Regions from separate parts of the Mus musculus genome. Here region 1 is linked to region 2. A link is a contact called in public ChIA-PET data. All regions are on one chromosome and are shown on one strand. Each heading gives the region's core, a stretch centred on a gene start, on an enhancer-like site or on the middle of the called end of the contact. The rest is flanking DNA. Distances are from core to core; before and after follow the strand shown.

Region 1 (2,700 bases), core at 156-2,655, 280 kb after region 2:
CTTTTGAGCAGTAGGTTTGTTCTGTTTGCTCTCCCCTGAACTTGTTCCCTTCTACCTGGACGTCCAGATCCCTGTATTTCCACCCTCCACAATTTGGTGATAAATAACTGTTCTTATCACAGATTTCTTTTTCTTCTGCTGCTTTCACTTTCATTTCCTTGCTTTTACAAAATTATTTTAAACTTTTTTTTTTTTTTTTTTTAATTTTCTTTTGTGGTTTCTCAGCCTTGGCTGTCCTTGAACTCATAGAGGTTCCCCATCCCCCTCCCTCTCCCGTCTCTGCTATCTCTGCCTCCTGAATGCTGGGATTAAGGGCAAGCTCCACCACTGCCTGTCTCATCTTTCTAAATTTCATTTTTTGGAATGTTAGTGATATTTAATTTTGTGCCAGTCAGAGAGTAATTGGTAAGATTTCAGTCTTATTTCCTTGAGGATTCTTCTCATTATTTTAAATTCTGTGTTTAGTGTCTGTGTGTAGGTATGTACATGTGAGTACAGCTATCCTAAGAGGCCAGGGGACTTGGGTCCTCTGGGGATGGACTTCAGCGTGGTTTGCAGCCACATGACGTACTCGGGTCCTCTGTAAGAGCAGTATGGGTTCTTATCCAGCAAGCTATCCCTCTAGTTCCAAAATTTCAATCATTTGCAGTTTGTTTACTGGCTTGGCATTTGATTTATATTGGGTAAAATGCCTCATATATTTTTAGCGTGTGTGTGTGTGTGTGTGTGTGTGTGTGTGTGTGTGTGTGTGTAAGAAAGAGAGATGGCTTTAAAATTGCAGGGCAGTGGTCTGGAGGTATTGTTCAGTGGGAAAAGGCCCTTGCCACCAAACCTGGTGACCTGGGGTTTGTCCTCCCAACTGATGTCTTAGAACCAACAAGTACATAATTGTTGGTACAGTATGAAAGGCCCGAATAATAGTCACTATTTTAACATTTTTAATGCTACTGTTAGCGCCTTGCTAGACCCTGTCCATTTGTGCAGTGGTTTTGAGGTTGTGGTTTGGGTTTGTGGACCTTTGTAGTACTTGCTTGTATTCACTCTTACACCTTTGAGAGAGGGGAGAGCTCTTTGTACCTAGTAATAACCTTTGTCTTGCTGCCTCTTGTGTCTGATTTCATCTGGGCTCTTCAGCTTTCTCATCTTTGCTGCCTCCAGCTTTCTCTAGCTTCTTATTTTGAATCTTGTCTCTGATTGAAGTAGCTCACTTGTCCTTTTGTGCTTTGTTGTTGTCTTGCGCTCTGCTCTGACAGTATCTATGGAACTCAGTCTTTTTGTTTGCTTATTGGCTGATTTCTTTTGCATGTTAAGGCAGAGTTCCACTGCACATCCCCATCTGCTCTGCAGTTGTCTAGGCTGCCTGTGCTAGCCTCTTATCTCAGTCACCCAAACGTTGCATTCGAGGTGTGAGTCACCACATGCTGCATATAACAACTTTGAACTGTGAGCTCTGTGAATTCCGGGTTGCTAAGCTACTAAGACCTTTGGAAGTGTTTCTGTGACCTAGGTAGTGTTAGCTTGTGTGTGGATGTGTGACATTTGATGCCATAAAGCATAGAAGCACCTTCTTATCCTGATGAGTTTGATTCAGCCATCTCTGCTGCTGCCCTTTACAAAAGAGAACATCTGCCATGCTGAATTATTTTTACTAAAGCGATACTATGCGGCTCCATTTTCTTCCTTTAAGAAAATAAACTTCTTCTAAGTAATTGGTTGCCATTTTTATGTTTACCTTTTCTTCCAGCACTCAGCATCTGTTTTGGTTTATACTTGATATAAGTAAAAGTTTACAATCATGCAGCAGAGATCACACCTCTGCCTAGACAGCGTTAGTCTCTGAAATGTGGCTGGCTGTTAGATATGTGGATGAAGCTTTTTACATAGTCAAGAGAGCGTGTGTTTGCTTGTTTCTTCATGCACACCCACATCTCCAACAAAAGACTAAAAGCTCCCATTGTCTGAGTGATCACTAAATTAGTCTGTTAGATAGTTAACAACAATTTGTTCACTGTCAGTTATTGATCCCACTGTTTTCTGAGTCCTGCCCTGCTTCCGGGCAGGTGGTGGAGAAAGGCTGAATGTCCCCTGTCTGGTTGGATAAACAAACCCAGCTCCAGGCTCTGTCAGAGCTGATCGTGGAGAACTTTGCAGAATCCACCGAGGAGCTCACCGAAAAGACTCCCTCACCTCATTTGCCCCTTTGTAGTCTGAAAAATACATCTTTAGAATTTTCCTTAGAGATTTTCTATTCTTTTATCTTATAAAATTACTGCATTGGCATCTCCCAGCCTGTATTGTTAGCTTCGCAGTGCTTTCGAGTATTTAGGGGGTATCTAATATTTAAGTTAGGTTTTTACTTCTGTGAACAGACACCTTGACCAAAGCAACTTTTTACTTTTTGGTTTTTCGAGACAGGGTTTCTTTGTGTAGCCCTGGCTGTCCTGGAACTCACTCTGTAGACCAGGCTATCCTGGAACTCAAAAATCCGCCTGCCTCTGCTCCCAAGTGCTGGGATTAAAGGTGTACACCGCCACTGCCCGGCTAAGGCAACTCTTATAAGGACAACTTTTATTTGGGGCTGGTTTACGGATTCAGAAGTTCGGTCTATCATCATCAAGGCAGGAACGTGGCAGTGTCCGTGGGGCTGGAGGAGCTAAGAATTCCACCTCTTGTTCTGAAGATAGCTAGCAGAAGACTGGC
Region 2 (2,700 bases), core at 43-2,542:
CTCACATTAGCACTGACTGGCTAGCTATCATCACTTTTATTTTTTCTCTTTTCTTCATTTCTTTCTTTTTCTCTTTTCTTTTCTTTTCTTTCTTTCTTTCTTTCTTTCTTTCTTTCTTTCTCTTTCTTTTTTTTTTTTTTTTGACAAGGTCTCATCACTATGCCCCATCTGAATTAGAATTCACTATGTAGACCAGGCAGGCCTTGAACTCAGAAATCCGCCTGCCTCTGCCTACCCACAGCTGTGGTTAAACACCAGCTTTATTTTCTTCATCAGAAGGGTGAAATGGCTCCACCCTGCGCTTCCGGACGTTTGTCACATCATTGTGGAATATTACTAGTCTAGACTTTTGAGAAATGCGTCGGGACGACTTGAGTATGAGTCTCAAGAACTGGTAGGTCAAGAACATCGAGGCCACAAGCAGGGGAAAGAAGTATTAGATCTTTAAACAAAGGAACATTAACATGGATGAAGAATAAATCCACACTGAGCTAGTACACCAGAGAAGTAAGGAAAGTTCTAAAGTAGGGTGGAGTGGCTGGGTGGGTGTAGCACAAAGGTACTGCCTTATTAGCGTGAGCTGGACAGTAGGATTCGGTACCCTCCACACAGTAACAAATGATTAGGTAATATTAAGGGAAAGGTCACTTTCCCTTGGCTACCTCGGCCTGAGACTCACTACAGCAAGGACAAAAGGACGGGGTCACCTTGGCAGATGGCACCAGAGAGCCAGGACCAGCGGCGAGGGCGCTCAGTGCGCAGGCGCAGTATCCATGCATTTCCCCCTCATCCCCCCCACCCCCACCCAATTCCACGCGGGAGTGAGGCCCTCTGGCCGCGCATCAACGTTTCCACACCGCCGGGGGCTCCAGAACCTCCCGGTGGGGGGTTGGCCGGCTGGAGGGCCGAGCCGCGAAGGTCATCAGCAAGGTCGTGGGCCGGACGTGTGGCGCCGCAGCCACGCCGAGTGCGTGTGAGACTCGGAGTACGTGCGGCGGGCTCAAGCCCTCATGCCCGCCGCGCAGCCCAGCCCCGCCCCGCCCCGCATCCGGGCTCCGTAGACCCTCGGCCGGGCCCCAGGTTCCCAGCCGGAGGCTCGCCAGGCATTCCAGCTATGCCCCAAGCAGGCTAGGCCCAGAAAGGCAGGACAACCCCCGCCCCCGTGCCCTCGCCCCTAGTCTGGGCAGGCCGAGCGGCCGCCTCGGTCACGCTCTTCTATTGGAGTGATGGCACGCTGAGCCAATGGGGAGGCGGCGCGGAGGGAGGGCGGGCCCGAAAGGGGAGAACTGGGCGGGGCTTAACGAGCAGGAAAGGAAGACAGAGTGGGAGGCGCTTAGTGCTGCTCCGGTACAGGGTCGCGCTCGCGTCTGTCCTTAAGGCTCTCCTCGGTGTCCACGGCACCCTCTTTCCTTGCTTTGCAGCGATCCTACTGCCAGGTATGGTCCTTGTCTCCACCGGGGTCAGCTCTCCTACTAGCTTCGCTTGGGGACCCGGTGGGCACGTGCACCCACTAGCCTGGGCGGGAGCCGCTATCCGGGGAGCACTCGGGTCAGCCTCGTGGAAGGACGCAGGCTCTTGGAGGGTGGAGGTGTGAGCCCCACCAGTGATCACCGAGTTTCAGGGTTGCAATGTAACCGGGTTCCCAAGCAGACAACAGCAAATGCAGACCACGGATGATCGCGGCCGTGGAGAATAGAAAAGTACTTTCTGTGTAGTTAAGTGGAAGGTTTCAGAGGGAGGGAGAGCAACTTAAACCCCCGATGCTCATTAAATCCTTTCTCAGAATGGAAGGGCCAGAAATAAGGATGCCCAAGAGGCAGAGCGCCACACCCTAGTAGATCCTGCTGGGGCTGTAGCTCCTGGACCGCAATCGAGCGTCACTGGGCGGGAGTGGTCCAGCCCATCTCTGCTGTGGAATATTCCTGACCTGTGAGTGTCGGTTAGGTACTAAGAGTAGAGGAAATTGCAGCAGTCCCGTTGGATAATTGGGAAGCCCTCAGGAGACCTCGACGCAATTAGGCAAGAGCTACAGGTTTCCTGGGTGGCTACTAGCCGGCCGTGAACTGACTTAAGATGCATTTAAGAAAACTTCCTGTTCGTTCTGGCCTAGGCAGTGTGGTTCCTTGGCTGACTCGCTTTCGGGATAGACCACAGCTAGTCTGCTGATTAGCCTGACCGATAGGTCCACTTTTCTGCCCTTGGTCTGGCGTTCAATCCAGATAAAGACAGAGTGGGTGAGATTTTCTTCCTTTGGTTAAATACGTTTGCTGCCTAGCCTAAAGATCCAAGCTAGATAAAAAGGGTGGAGGGAGGGATCAACTCCTACAAGTTGTAAGGTCTTTGCAGAGCAAAGTGTGGCACGTGGGTGCTCCTCCGCCCCCATAAAGGAACCAGCCATGGAGATGCACACATGAAAGTGTAGCGCTAGGGATGCTGAGGCTGGAGGATCACTGAGTTCTGGTCAGTCTGGCATTCATAGAATCGGGCGAGTAAGAGAGAAGACAAAAGAGTATGGTTGAGGAATAGTAAGGTTTTGTAACATGGTAGGTAAAAAGTAGATACTTTATTCTTGGTGAGTGTACAAAGATCCTTTGTCTTAGAGAAGACAAAACCACAGAAGTAACTTCTGTGGAAAAAAAAGCTGCCTTTGCTTCAGTGCTTGCCACAAAAGATGTGAGGAACCTAGTTAGATAATAATAG

Evidence for each region. ChIA-PET counts read pairs in DNA pulled down with a chosen protein or histone mark.
Region 1: an RNA polymerase II ChIA-PET map of memory CD8 T cells shows a contact between it and region 2, with 46 read pairs. The contact joins the enhancer-like site here to the promoter of Eno1 in region 2. A contact is called at or near these places in 1 of 39 promoter capture datasets (the HPC-7 cell line), 1 of 484 Hi-C or Micro-C datasets (bone marrow-derived macrophages), 10 of 115 datasets of contacts at active chromatin or transcription factors (the NIH/3T3 cell line, the SCID.adh cell line, T-cell acute lymphoblastic leukemia and 4 more) and 2 of 9 other capture datasets (adipose tissue and liver).

What each region holds. Positions count from the first base shown.
Region 1 is chr4:150,516,211-150,518,910 of GRCm38.p6, forward strand. All of the region lies in intron 10 of Rere (arginine glutamic acid dipeptide (RE) repeats), which reads left to right. Among named protein-coding and RNA genes, the nearest start is that of Gm52709, 50 kb to the left of the region's middle. Within about 2 kb of position 1,406, at least 85 of the 459 cell types and tissues checked have an H3K27ac peak or open chromatin away from gene starts, as enhancers often do. A contact at or near this core is called in the HPC-7 cell line, the SCID.adh cell line, memory CD8 T cells and 1 more, where this site is marked.
Region 2 is chr4:150,235,905-150,238,604 of GRCm38.p6, forward strand. Eno1 (enolase 1, alpha non-neuron) reads left to right here and starts at 1,293. Exons shown (of 12, transcript NM_023119.2): 1 at 1,293-1,436.